Regions from separate parts of the Mus musculus genome. Here region 2 is linked to region 1. Evidence: chromatin contacts called from public promoter capture Hi-C data. All regions are on one chromosome and are shown on one strand. The core of a region is the stretch at or near the end of the contact, and the rest is flanking DNA. Distances in the headings are between cores, read along the strand shown.

The links. Capture Hi-C pulls out chosen DNA fragments and counts their contacts.
Region 2: a promoter capture Hi-C map of adipose tissue shows a contact between it and region 1. The contact joins two enhancer-like sites. A contact is called at or near these places in 1 of 484 Hi-C or Micro-C datasets (liver) and 3 of 9 other capture datasets (adipose tissue, liver and pancreatic islet).

Annotation. Positions count from the first base shown.
Region 1 is chr3:116,540,825-116,547,836 of GRCm38.p6, reverse strand. It overlaps Dbt (dihydrolipoamide branched chain transacylase E2), which reads right to left. Exons shown (of 11, transcript NM_010022.4): 8 at 3,992-4,069; 9 at 1,664-1,855; 10 at 1,472-1,543. Among named protein-coding and RNA genes, the nearest start is that of Lrrc39, 19 kb to the left of the region's middle. Within about 2 kb of position 5,141, at least 34 of the 459 cell types and tissues checked have an H3K27ac peak or open chromatin away from gene starts, as enhancers often do. A contact at or near this core is called in adipose tissue, where this site is marked.
Region 2 is chr3:116,635,457-116,642,492 of GRCm38.p6, reverse strand. It overlaps Mfsd14a (major facilitator superfamily domain containing 14A), which reads left to right. Exons shown (of 12, transcript NM_008246.2): 6 at 565-783; 7 at 1,133-1,246; 8 at 2,035-2,106; 9 at 6,103-6,215. Among named protein-coding and RNA genes, the nearest start is that of Mfsd14a, 24 kb to the left of the region's middle. Within about 2 kb of position 3,987, at least 49 of the 459 cell types and tissues checked have an H3K27ac peak or open chromatin away from gene starts, as enhancers often do. A contact at or near this core is called in adipose tissue, where this site is marked.

The DNA of each region.
Region 1 (7,012 bases), core at 3,892-6,391:
TTCAAGGGATCTCCTGCCCCACATGTAATATTTCCATTACATTTCATCCAGATTTCAAATAGTTAACATTTATTAATCACCAGGTGCTACATACTCGCAGAGAGAAGAGAACTGAGACAAGGAAGTACACGGACTCCTCTCTGAAGGCAGCAAGGACATGCGACAAGGAGCTGGGGCACGATGGGAGTGTTAGAGGAACAGAAAGCCAGGCTGCTAACCACTGTAGGGGACAGGTGGGAGATGCCACTGTGGTCACTGCCAGAGCAGGTGACAGACAGCATGCAATAAGAAGCAGGGTTTCTCCAGCTTAAAAATGAGAATCCCAAGCCATGATGGGCTATTCTGAAAAAACATACACAAGGGCTTTGGGAGTAGCATACTGACAGAGTTTTTGACTCGCATGTGCAAGTTCCGTCTGTGGTATCAAGTAAATGATAAAAAAGCAAAATGTACATTAAAAATCAGCTACTGGGGCCACAGACCTCGTTCCGCTCAGCACTAAGAACAGTTGCTGAGCCAGAATGAGGACTAGCATTCAGATCCCAGGACCTAAGCAGTAACCTGGGTGTGACCTACACACACCTGTGAGTCCAGAGCAGGACGATGGGGACAGAAGGGTTGGCTCAGGCTTGCTGACTGCCAGCCTAGCCAAAACTCATCTCAAGCTCCAGGTTCAGCAAGAGATCATGGGTCAAAGGAATGGGTCACAGGTGCAGAGTGATACAGCGGAACACCCACACACACTTTAGCCTCTAAGCACATGAAGACATGCACACACACACACACACACACACACACAGAGAGAGAGAGAGAGAGAGAGAGAGAGAGAGAGAGAGAGAAACAAAACCCCTCAGCTATTAATAAGAAATATACAAAATGTAAGTTCTAACTTATTAGATTTAATAGACAGGCCTGGCAAGATGGCTCAACAGATAAAGGTGTTTGCTGCCAAGCCTCATTACCTGAGTTTGAACCTTAGAACCCACATGGTAGAAGGAGAGAACTGATTCCTTAATTGCTCTCTGACCTCTACACAAGTGCTGTAGTTTGTGTGTGGAGCATCACACACACACACACACACACACACACACACACACACACACAGTGTCATAGCCCTGTCCCTCTATTCTAAGAGTTCTAAAACATGGCCACAGATCATTTTTCTTTAAGCCACCGAGATTATTGTTCAAAATACAAGTGCCTTGAAGACCAAGAAATCAGCATCTTGCCAGGCATGGTGGCATACAGCTGTAATCCCAGCGGGTGAACAGCATGGCAGGACCCGGCATCTGAGCCAGCTGGGATGGCACAGTGACCTCTGATCTAGTTCAAGAGAGGGAAGGAAAGGGCGGACTGAGCTACCCAACACAATGCAAACTGCAAAGTGGGAGATAACCTTCAACACTGAGTCTTCCTCATGTTTAGTCTTCCAGCTTACTAAGATTGTCCTGCAGTTCCTCACTACACATACCTTAATCGCTCCCAGGGCACCAATGGCTACTTCCGGTGGCAATATCACTGGCTTGGCATAGGTTCCACCGATCTGAGAAGAGTGGGAAAATTTAGCTTTCAGGGAATGCCCGATAGATTACAAGCTGTATTTTACTGGACCAGGTGATCCGAAATTCAAGTTACACTTATAACTGTGAGTAGCATGACTTACTGATCCAATGTTGGAAAGAGTAAATGTCCCTCCTGTAAGGTCGGTGGTACCGAGCTGACCGGAAGAGCCCAGTTTCTGGAGGCGGTTCAGTTCCATGGCGATCTCAAATACAGAGCGGACCTGAACGTTCTTCACATTGGGGACAATTAACCCCAGCTCAGTGTCCATTGCTATCCCAATGTTGTGAGAAGCCTAGGAAGGAAAAAAATTATTTAGTAGGACTTTTTTTTTTAAGACTTATTTACTTATTTTATGTGAGTACACTGTAGCTGTCTTCAGACGCACCAGAAGACGGCATCAGATCCCATTACAGATGGTTGTGAGCCACCAAGTGGTTGCTGGGAATTGAACTCAGGACCTCTGGAAGAGCAGTCAGTTCTCTTAACCGCTAAGCCATCTCTCCAGCCCCCAGTAAAATGTTTAATACATAACTTACAGCAAAGAAAAGATAAACTCTGCTGCCTTCTAAAACAAAGATACCAAACTATTTTGCCAAGCAAGTATAGACACCCTACGCCTGTAATCTGAATATCCAGGAGGCTGAGGAAGGAAGAGCGATGGTTTGAAGCCTGCTTGTGCCGTCTGGCAAGATCATATCTTACAAAGCCAGAAGGCCAAATGATGAAAGTCACTATTTTCACTAGAATGGAAGTAACTTGGAAGGAAGGGTTTTGGGGAACGAGAGAGCAGTGGGTGTGGGTGCTAGCTGCCCACCTGAGCGGAAACTCTGGAATCCGGGTGGGGAAGTGGCACCAGTGCCCTACCCAAGATAAAATAAATGTAAAATAAGCAAAATAACTTAACCAAACTTAAAAGACTATTTTAGAAGACACATACAGTAATTGTAAAAAATGGAGCTAAGGGAATCAATGCAAAAGGATGAAGGAGTTAACCAGGCGACAGCATCATGTGGTTTCGTAACAATCAGCGTATTTGCCAGAAGGTCACGGAGGAAATACATGACCATATCATATCTATTGACTTATGATGATATCCACAATACTTAAATGAAAAAGAGAAAAGCAAATTAAAGAAAAATATGTATTACTTCAATGAATTCCTGGAAGACTATCATTGTGAACAGGAAATTATCTGAGGCCACAGGATTGAAAGCAAACATTTTTTTCTAAGTTTTTAAAAACAAGCTACATTTAATTAGGAAGGATTAAGATGAAAATAAACAGTCCACTGTATTAGGCACACTGAAGGGCTTTGACCCGATCCCTATACTACCTAAGCGCATGAACCCTTGGTCTCTGTGTTTTGGTGGTGCTGTGTCAGCACTAACCACTGAGCAACCGTCTTGACTCTCCCTAACCTGACTACGAGCTGAGGATTGCTAAGGTAAGGAGAAGTGAATATAGGAATTAATACGGCAAGAATTTTGTCTTAAGACACTTTCACTCCAAACTGAAGACCTCACTCAACCTGGATCTAAATGTATTACTTAAAAAAAAAAATTATAGCCGGGCATGGTGGTGCACGTCTTTAATCCCAGCCCTTGGGAGGCAGAGGCCGGCGGATTTCTGAGTTTGAGGCCAGCCTGGTCTACAAAGTGAGTTCCAGGATAGCCAGGGCTACTCAGAGAAACCCTGTCTCGAAAAAAAAAGAATGATGAATTACTCTTTTGGGCTGGAGAGATGGCTCAGTGGTTAAGAGCACGTGCTGTCTGTCCAGATGACCCAAATTAAGTTCCCAGCACCTACATCGGGAGGCTCTCTACAGTCCATCCCTCCAGCTGAGCGGAGGCCTCTGGCCTCCAAGGCACCTGCACTCACGGGCACATAGCACATGCAGACATACATGCCTACCTACACACACTTTTTAGCAACTGCTCTCTTTTTCAGAGTCCACACTGTAATCTCGAGAGGCCAAGCTTCTGGGATGCTGAGTCACACGGGGAACTCTTCACTGCCTCACACACTTATAATTCCACTTATTTGTTTATTTGTTTGTTTATTATTTTGGTTTTTCAAGGCAATGTTTTTTTTGTGTAGCCCTGGCTATCCTGGAACTCTCTCTCTGTAAACCAGGCTGGCCTTGAACTCACAAAGCTCCACCTGCCTCTGCCTCCTGAGTGCCGGGATTAAAGGCGTGTGCTACTACCAGGGTAGTTCCGCTATATTAAATGGGAAATCAACAAGACTTTTGAAGGGGACACTGCACAGCTGAACAAAATCCTTATTAAACAGCAAAAGCAAAGCCAACAGACTGAAGCCTAAGTTTAATGGCCTATGCTATATACCTTTCTTTCCTGTCTGAAAAAGGGCCAGTGTTTGAGTAGCCTATCTTCTATTAAATCGAAGATTTTCAAAATGCATAGCCAACCTTGTAGGTGATGTTCTGGCAGTTCTCGTCCACGGAGGCATTGAGGATAGGAAACTGCAGGAGTCCCAGAGAAGCAGCCTGTTAACAGGAAAGAGAAGTCGCCATGAACACTCTGGCCTCACACAGGCATGGAGGACTGCAGGTGACAGAAGGTAGCCGGGCAGAGGGAAAGAGAGCTCGAACTCAAGGCCACGCGCACACAGCTTTCTCCCTTCCAGAAACTCGGATCTCTAACCAAGGTGAAGCTAGGATGCCCTAACCATGGAGAAACAAACGATGCAACGGGCAGGTCACCTGCAAACAGGAAGGGGACTTTCAATATAACCATGCAGGAAGGGACACAGGGCAGTAATTTCAAAGCGATCATTAGAGGCCACGGGTTCCACGGGTGCCCTTGGCCTGGTCAGGGGCAGAGCTGGCAGAGCCCACCTGCTGGCAGGCACACATTCCTGTTTGCCCCCTTCCACCCCTCCCCTGCTCTTTAAACTTCCTTTGTCTTCATATCATTCTCTCCTGCGCATGGGCTGAGTTCCCTAACTTCGAAATGTCTCCCTGATCCCAAATGTTCAGGACATTCAAAGACGGTTTAGACGGAGATCTTTCATAGTGACTAGTGTAGTTACAACAGGCTGTGGCTATGGAGTCTCTTGTGACTGAGACAGTCTGTTCTATAGAAGCAAGTTCAGGCCAGCCAGGAACCAAGAACAAGAACAAGAATAAGCAAATAAAAATCCACACCTGAAGTTAGTCAAAAGTAGGACCAATAGAAATGGAGGTTTGAGTATAATATTTTTGCAAATGATAATACAAGATATGTAGATATAGATATATATCCCACATTTCATACTTTGTAGTATTTTTAAAGGTTTTAAAATTTACATTTAAATTTAAAATAAAATTCGCAAAACTTATTTTTGAAAATACCAAGAGATTATTATTCATTTAGCTAGAACAATGAAGAAACACAGCGGTGAAAGAGACCCAGTTGTCTGAGAGCTGGTCTATCCTGGCTTCAGAAGGGGCCAGGTCTTTCCCCGGGAGGCAGGATGGGGAGGGTCAGGAAGACAGGGTGGTGCCCTCTTGCCAGTCTTCCTCTCAGTTCCCCTAATGCTGGGCCTTTCTCCAACAGTCCACCCCACACATTTCCTCTACTTCCCTTCCCCAGTTCACTCTTTCAGGGTATAATCAGCCCCCTGCTTCCTTGAGGGGGTGAAACGTTCCCTCAGCCTTCTTTTACAGAGGAAGAAGGCTATATTTTTTACCACCTCTTTATCACCTTCTCTTCTGCAGGCTGCCTCTTACCAGACTATCTCAGGGTCTCTAATCCCTACACCTCCTCAGCTAACAGCCCACAGGTCTTGCCTCTGCAGGGCCTTGGCAAACTCAAGGCCCTGTGGTTATTATGCTAACAGCCTGTTACTAACTCTCTCCTGTTTAACCTTGGCGAAACAAACTGCTACCTATCTGCTTAAAGCATTGTCCTTGTCTCTGAGTGTGGAGGCTGAAGTAATGACTCTAGCTTTTCATGACACCCTGTGTGCATCTGCACCCTTTGGTAGTTAAGCTCCCAGCTTAGTCAGGTGACTGGCTTTGGCCAGTGGGAACAGAACAAGTTCAATGAACAATGAAGAAACACAGCGGTAAAAGAGACCCAGTTGTCTGAGAGCTGGTCTATCCTGACTTCAGAAGGGGCCAGGTCTTTCCCTGGGAGGCAGAATGGGGAACAAAAAAGCCTCAGCACTTCTGCTGTTTCTCTTCACCTGCTCCAGGGCTGAGACAGAGGAGCACGCTGAGGAGAAGGAAGACAGTACAGAAGAGAAGGGGCCATCCCTGCTGGGCCTTCCTACAACAGTCACCCTCTGGCCAACTGCAAGTTTCTGTAGAAGGGAGAGATTCCTGCCAAGGTCAGCAGACTCATACCCAGTTTACCTCATGAGAATCCATAAACAACCGATGCTTTATTCCATTAAATTTGGGAGTAGTTAGTTTGCTATACAGTAATGGAAACCAATTATCTGTCTTCTAAGGAGCTCATGCTATCACCACTTTCCTTGCTAATTCAGGTTCTACCTACTGCTGTAAAGCCCCGAGCTGCCCTCTCATTCACACAACTTTGAGTGACACCTCTATAGGTGATTCTCTACCCCTAACAGAGTCCAGATGCCCTCCCCCCACCTTCATTTGGAGACATCCATGACCTTCCATGCTTAGAGATTATCCATTTGCAGGGCAGATGCTAAAGGAGAACACATTGTGTCTCAGGGGCTCAGTATCTGGAGAAGGGAACCAGGCTAACAACAGCAGCACACTAAAGCGCACCACAGTGGGCAGCAATAGCATGTGGTGACAGTGGGAGCCACAGAGGGATTCTGGAGTCTATATCTGAACGGATCCCATATTTAAAATGCACAGATATTTGAAAGAGGAGGCCAGGAGAGATGGCTCATGCCTGTAATCTCAGTTCAGCACTAGGAAGGCTGGGGCAGGACTGTGAGTTTCAGGCCAGCCTGGGCTAGCTAGTGAAACTGTTGCAAAAAACAACAAACAAAACAAAATAGGGAGAGAAGAGAGAGAAACAGAGAGAGAGACAGAGACAGAGAGACACAGAGAGACAGAGGGAGAGACCTGGTGGATATTTCAGCTCAATGTGATTAAAACAGAGTGGGCAGAGAGTGGTTTTGAGGAGACTGGAGGGGTAGCCAGCAGAGACTTGTAGGCCACACTAAGGACTTGGGAAATCATCCTAAAGGCACTGAAGGGAAACTGCTGAAAGAATCGGGATCCGATTCAATTTGAGTGAAAGATGATTTGTCCTGGCAGACTGTGAAGAAAGGGCGGGAGGAGCCATGTCGAATGAGGAGAGGCCAGAGCAGGACCAGAGCAGACTAGAACGTCCGTGAGAAGACTGTCAGCCACTCTGAGGCCCAGTTTTCTTCAGAGGGAAGTGGAGAATGTACTATCTGCACATCTGGAATACCACTGAGATGTAAGGGATAGCTGTCTGGAGCTTGCTTACCGAAG
Region 2 (7,036 bases), core at 2,738-5,237, 96 kb before region 1:
TCTGCTAGGCTTGTCCACACCTCTTTAGAGGTCGAAAGAAGGTCTCAGTGACAGGTATTTTTGCTCTTCCTGGTCCTTCTGTTAAAAGTCTCTAAGTCTGATTTCAGCTAGCCCTAAATATGTATCATCATAAACATTTAATTATCTATTTAATTTTGATGAGAAAACTCACAGTGAAATTGATTCCCTTACAGCAGTGAATGATTTGAGACTGTTTATAGAGAGTGCAAGGGATGGATACAGTGCTGAGGACAGCATAGGGCAGGAAGGGTGTGTTGTTCATGGGCTCTGGGCTCCTCACTTCCCCAGCCAGTCACCTTTCAGTTCCTTGTTGGCTTGTAGGTCTGTTCTCCTATGAGTTGGTCTTTAGGATATACTCACACAAAAGGCTCCAAAGTTTAAAAGGAAGTTTGAGAGGCTGGATCATCTCCTTAAGCAAGAAGCCGATGTGCTGACCTTCCTGCGAGGGAGCACAGGAAGAGTACAGTTGCGCCTGGCTTGCAGAGCAGGATGGGTGTTGACAGGGGAGCCCCACATAAACCCCTTCTCTGTTCTTGATTGTAGGTTTCTGCTACGTTCGCTGCCAGCTTAGTTACCAGCCCTGCAATTGGAGCTTACCTTGGACGAGTGTATGGGGACAGCTTAGTGGTGGTCCTTGCTACAGCAATAGCTCTGCTAGACATCTGTTTTATCCTTGTTGCTGTGCCAGAGTCATTGCCTGAGAAGATGCGGCCAGCATCGTGGGGAGCTCCCATTTCATGGGAACAGGCTGACCCCTTTGCAGTAAGTTTTCCCTTGGCAAAAGAGAATACCTGACTCAGTGGGATGCAGATAGATACTTCTCTCTGGATGCTTGGGGGCCGGGGGGCATCTTAAAGTTTATCTGTATATTTATTATTAACAGGGTCTTGCTATGCAGCCCAAGGTGGCCTGTTATTGGAGATCACTCTGTATCAGCCTCTTTAGTTCTGCAAATAGAAGCATGCACCACCAAAAGGAATTCAAAAAACCAAAAAACATTTTAACACTTTGAAATATTTTTCAGACTAGTTTGAGTAGGATGAAAAAAAAGAGAACTAGTTGTAAGCGTGAGGTTTTGATGTGAGCATGTGTTGTGTTTCTCCTGTTCTAGTCTTTAAAAAAAGTGGGCCAAGACTCCATAGTGCTGCTGATCTGTATCACGGTGTTTCTCTCCTACCTACCTGAAGCCGGCCAGTACTCCAGCTTCTTCTTATACCTCAGACAGGTAAGGCCGTCCTACCAAAGCAAGCTTGTCATGTTGAGCGCTGTAAAAACAGGAGCTGTGGTCATCTTTAAAATGAATACTTGTCCTAGTTTGCCTTCTATTGCTGTGATAAAACACTCACCACAAGCAACTCAGGCAAGAAAGGATTATTTAGCTTATATTCCATGTACAGTCCCATCTTTGGAGGGAATCAGGGCAGAAACCTGGAAGCAGGAAGTGAAGCAGACACTATGGAGGAATGCTGCTTTCTGCTTGCTCCTTCCAGGACCGCGTGCTCCAGAGTGGTACCATCTATGGTGTGCAGGGCCCTCCTCCATCAGTCAAGAGTCAAGGAAATGTCCCCACACACTCGCCTAGAGGCCAGGCTGATGAAAGCTTTAAGTAGAGGTTCTCTCTTCCCAGGTGACTGTAGAACTGCCCCACAACACGTTTATAAACGAATGGCCAACAAGAGCTTAACCTCCGCCACACGGCCGCCTTATGCTCCCCATCCTTGGTACTGGAGGTGAAACCAGGACCTCATGTTGTACTTATTTTTAAAATGGTTTTGGGTGCTTGATAGCTTAGTTATGGCCAAATAAAAGAGGTCTATTATATATAAGAAGGTATTTTAAATATGATAAGCCATTTTTTTCCTGAAGGAAAAATGTGTATGATTAAAATTAGAATGAAAAGTTGTCAATAGTCATTTTTCTAGCCATTTAATCGTACATGTACTAGTGTTACATGAGTATATATGTGCTGTGCTTCCTTTTTCATTAATTTTACTTGTTTTGGAAACCTTCTAGATAATGAAATTTTCCCCAGAAAGTGTGGCAGCCTTCATAGCAGTCCTTGGCATTCTGTCCATTATTGCACAGGTGAGTTTCTGCTTTAGTTAAACTGATGTCATCCAAATGAGGTTTTACTCAGTAAAGGCCTTGTGCTACTTTGAATATGCTTGGTGCTATAGGAGGTGTGGCCTTGGTGTAGGAAGTGTGTCATTGTAGGCGTGGGCTTTAAGCCCCTCCTCCTAGCAGTTTGGAAGCCAATCTTAGATAAAGAAGATGTAGAACTCTGAGCTCCTCTTGCACCATGCCTGCCTGGATGCTGCCATGCTCCCTCCTTGATAATGGACTGAACCTCTGAATCTGTAGGCCAGCCCCAGTTAAATGTTGTTCTTATAAGAGTTGCCTTGGCTATGGTGTCTGTTCACAGCAGTAAAACCCTAATTAAGACAGGCATTTTGGTGAGACCTTTTTTTGTTTGTTTGAGACAGGCTCTCTCTAAGTAAGTAGTTCTAACTCTTTTAAGAAGTTACTATGTAGACCAAGCTGGCCTCAAAGTCACAGAGATCCTCCTGCCTCCCAAGTGTTGGGACTAAAGGCCTCTGCCACCATGCCTGGCTAGAAACAAGTCTGATCTGTAGAGTTAAAAACTTGCTAGCAGAGCTAGTAATTGATGAGAGTTTTGGATGGGTACATATAGTTTATTGTACCTGTCATGACCGTTTATTGATTCCTGTCAGGACTCCTTGCTCTGTGAATTTACTCTTCAAATAGTTACTGGAGGTCACAGTACTGACAGACCCTGGTTAAGCTGCAGATGATTCCTGCTATCCAGACTGTATTCTAGGGAATGAGACAGATTGGATGGGTCAATTGGAAACTTTGTTTATGTTGCTGACATAACTTTAAGGAACAGGAAGTGGTGGAGAAACTTGAATAGGGTTTTATGGGTAGGGGTAATTTGAGGAGTACTTATATACAAGGTGGCATCTGGTCAAGGATGTACAGATATAGCTGAGGAGAATTCTAAGTTGCTGAATATTGAGATTAATGCCCCAAGGGTGAGAGTGCTCCTGGTGCGTGAATAAGAAAGCAGAGAGGCCTGTCTGGCACTGCTGGTGTGGGTAAGGGGAAAAGGGCTAGGGAGTAAATTCCAGGGGGCTCGTGGAAGGCCAGCAGGTAAACAGGGATTGTTGTCACAGTGGGTCTTTTAGTCTTTGGGTGTGAGAGATTCTTACAGAGTCTGACTTAGTGATTATACACAGGATGTGGCCCCAGGAAGGGAGGTGACCAGTATTTCTGGATTCTGTTTCTGAGTGACTTCTAGTTCCCTTAAAAAAGTACATTTACCTTTGGCTCCCACTTACAAGGTAAACAGGCTAGCAATACACAAGGAGAAGTATTGTTGTTGTGCGTGCGTGTGTGTGTGTGTTCCCAGGGTCTTTCTTACTGAACTCATTCCTGAATTAGGATTTCTTGGTCCTGGCTTTTTAAATTGAGAAAGGTCATAAATTAGCAGTATTAGCCGGTTGGGTTGAGTGATGGGCCGTAGGTGTTGTTTTATAAGAGGCTTTGTTGGTAGCTGGGATCTCCTTTGGGAAGTGTCAGCTTCCTGAGCCTCACATCCCGGAAGAGTGCACGCTTGTGCCCAGAGCTGGCCCTTCAGCTGGGTGCCTGCCTCAGGCTGAGGGGATTTCATCAAGGTGATTGTCTTTTAGCAGGGCATATCACTCTGGGGGCACCAATGCCGAGGGCCTGCTTTCTACCCTGTGAGCCCCTAGAGCAGAGGCTCTCAGCGCGTGGGCCATGACCCCATGGGGTCACAGATCAGCTGTTTACATTATAAGTTATAGCAGCAAGATTAAAGTTATAAAGTAGCAACAAAAACAGATGGATAAGGTTGGGGATCAGCACAACATGAGGCTGAGAGCCACTGCCCTAGAGTCTTAAGAGGAAGCAGGACTTTTGAGGTGTAAGTACTATGTTTAGGGATGGCCTTGAGTGCACTTTCCCAGAACGTAAGAGGGTGTAGTGAAGAAACTATGACTATTCACTAGGAGAAAGTCTTTATTGCAGGTACGAGAGAACAGCCAAGGGCGTTTGGAAGAGACCAGGGCAGAGGCTAGGAATCGGGACTAACGAGAGACTAGGAGGCAGTGGGTGTGAGGAGGAGAGAAAGGAGGGCACAGGATACTTGTGAATAGGACTGAGGAGCCAGGAGGCCAGTGAGCCACTTGTCCCTTTGCCAGAGGCAAGGGAAGTGACTCCTTATGACAAACAAGTTTCACAAGTTCTTGTGGGATGCTGGATTTATAGCTCTAAGACTTAGCAGTTTGGAGTTTACAAATTCTAGTCGTCCTAATATGTAAGTTGTCACGTGTAATACTGTCTACCCACAGTATAAGGAAGTGGATGGAGCATACCCAAAATCTTATTAGAGGAAATAAAAGTTGAAATTTTCTCATACATGTGAAATACTAGCTTTATCCAGTTTTTTTTTTTTCCCCGTGAATTGATCTTATCCTGGCAAGCTACTGGGTGGGGCATTTTGTGGCGTGGCTACCAGAGTCTAATCCCACAAGGTGGACAGGCCCAGGGACTTTGTCCTGTATGCTGTGCACTTCTACCAGAGTCTTAGAGAAGAAAGCTGAGTCTTCAGATGTTTCTAGGAGTCTGGTCCAGTGGTCATGGGTTCTCATTTGAAAATCCTTCTAGGAATCTTTTTTTGAGGCAAGGACTCAGAGATTCTAACTCATGCTAACCTAGAACTCAGCTGTAGCCTAGGCTGGCCTCAAACATAGGTCAGTTCTCCTGACTAGCCTCAGGCTAGAGACCTGAGTCACCACACACCTAGCTGTAAAAGAAGTTTTGCTTTTGTCACCAAACCTCATAAAAAGTTAAATGATTAAATTTCAACTTTCATTCTAATTATCTGATGTGTCAGGAAGTAATGAGAGTGATTTGGGTACCGCTTCTACAGACTTAGTCATTTTGTGCGCATGTTCCACAGTAGTTAGAGTAGCAAAGTTAGTTTTGATGCCCTACCTAATCCCTGCTGAATTTCATGTACGTTAGAACAATGGGAATGTCCATCTACCGATAAAGCCATTTATGAGATGCTTCCTATGTGCTAGGCACAACTCTAAGCACTTCATATGATTCATTTCATCATCCAGTATTGAATTCTGAACTTGCTGCTGTTAGTTCTACTTGGTAAGAAAAAAACTGAAGTGGATTCATCCAAGATCTCAAAGATTGTGCCCATCATGTCTTTACAAACTCTGTGCTCTTAAATATAAATTGCCTGAATCTTACTTCATAGTTCATAGAATCCTCACAATTTCAACAGCAGGCTTAGATGAAGTTTATGCGGCCATAGGATAGCATTGAGGTATATCTTTGTTTCTTTTGTATTTCTGTGATGAGACACTATGACCATGCCAATTTATAGAAAGTTGAGTCTGTGGTTAACAGTTCCAGAACATAGAAGCTGGTGGGGACATGGCATCTGCTAAATAGGCTGATGCTGAAGCAGTACTGAGAGCTTGATTGGTCCACATGCAGGAGCAGAGTGCTGAGAACAGTGGGGTGTTTGAGGTCCCAAAGCCCACATCCAGTGGCATCCCCCTCCAACAAGGCCATACCTAATATTTTTCAAACAGTTCCACCAATATTGGGGCCAAGTATTGAAAACAGATGATTGAAGGGGGCCGTTCTCATTCAGAGCACCACAGGGCTCACGTGGCTTTGGATTTCCTTCAGGCTGTTAGATGATGGTCCTCTCCATCAGGAGCCCGGAGGTGTTTGTCAGTGTGGGCCTCTGTAGGTGTTAAGTAAGGAGATAGAAAGTGTGACTGGAGCTTTCTAGCGCTGACTCTGCACGTGGGTTAAAAGCTACTTCATTAGAGGAAAGAAACACTTTTTCTTGTCTCTTTTTAAAGACTTTGTGACATGGGCCAGCAAGATGGCTCTGTAGGTAAAGGTACTTGCCATCAGGGAGAAAATCAGTTCCTGAAAATAAATAAATGCAAGTTTTTTAAAAGAGAGGAAAAACAAAACTCTTTTGTGATAACTGTGTTTGTCTTTCAGACCATAGTCTTGAGTTTACTCATGAGGTCAATTGGAAATAAGAACACCATCTTACTGGGTCTGGGATTTCAAATATTGCAGCTGGCATGGTACGGCTTTGGTTCCGAACCTTGGTAGGTATAAATGTTGGGATGTTATAATTCTTCTATATTCTTTGGAAGTTTTATTTGTATGATATAATTTGTCAGCCCACTACCACCTGCTTCCCGATCCTTTTCCAGCTCCACAACACACCTTTGTCCCAACGTCATAGACATGTGGTGTGTGTGAACTTAACCCAGAGTCCAAAACAGTGCTGACCTCGTGAGCCTGGCCTGGAAGTGGGGCCACCTACAGGGGCATGGGCAGCCTACCCACAGCCATCTCCCCATGAAAAGGGTTCTGGGGCTTGCTCCCTTTCCGTCTTTTCTTTAGCTAAGGCTCCCTCCCCCTCACAAGTGCAGTTCTACCGGTAAACATGACACACCCAGCCCCAGCCTTGCTAAGCTATTGACTTGAATCTGTTTCTTGCTGCACTTTAAGCATGCATAGTACAATTTCCCATATATTTATATATCCAAGAGTGGCTGAAGGCTACACACTGGCTTTTTCTCCCTGAGATTATTAAGCTATCAAATCTCTAAGGAGCATTTAATCTAATCAGTTTGTTACTAGGAAACAGCACAGCACTCTGTGCCAACAAAGCCCTGACAGCTTATTACATATTTTGTTTTCCTGGTTAAGAAAAGCAAAACAAAAGCCAGTGTTGTTCACTGACAAGTGGGAGCGAGCAGTCGCTTACTTCCCCCTGGCCTCAGCACTCAGCTCAGCTTTGCGTACAGGGTGCTGTCCTGCAGGACGATTGGGGATAGGTTGCCCAGCTCCTCTTTGGATTTGGATATTAGTAAACACGGAGAATGTGTTTCAGTGGGTAATTTATTTTCCAGTCTAGCCT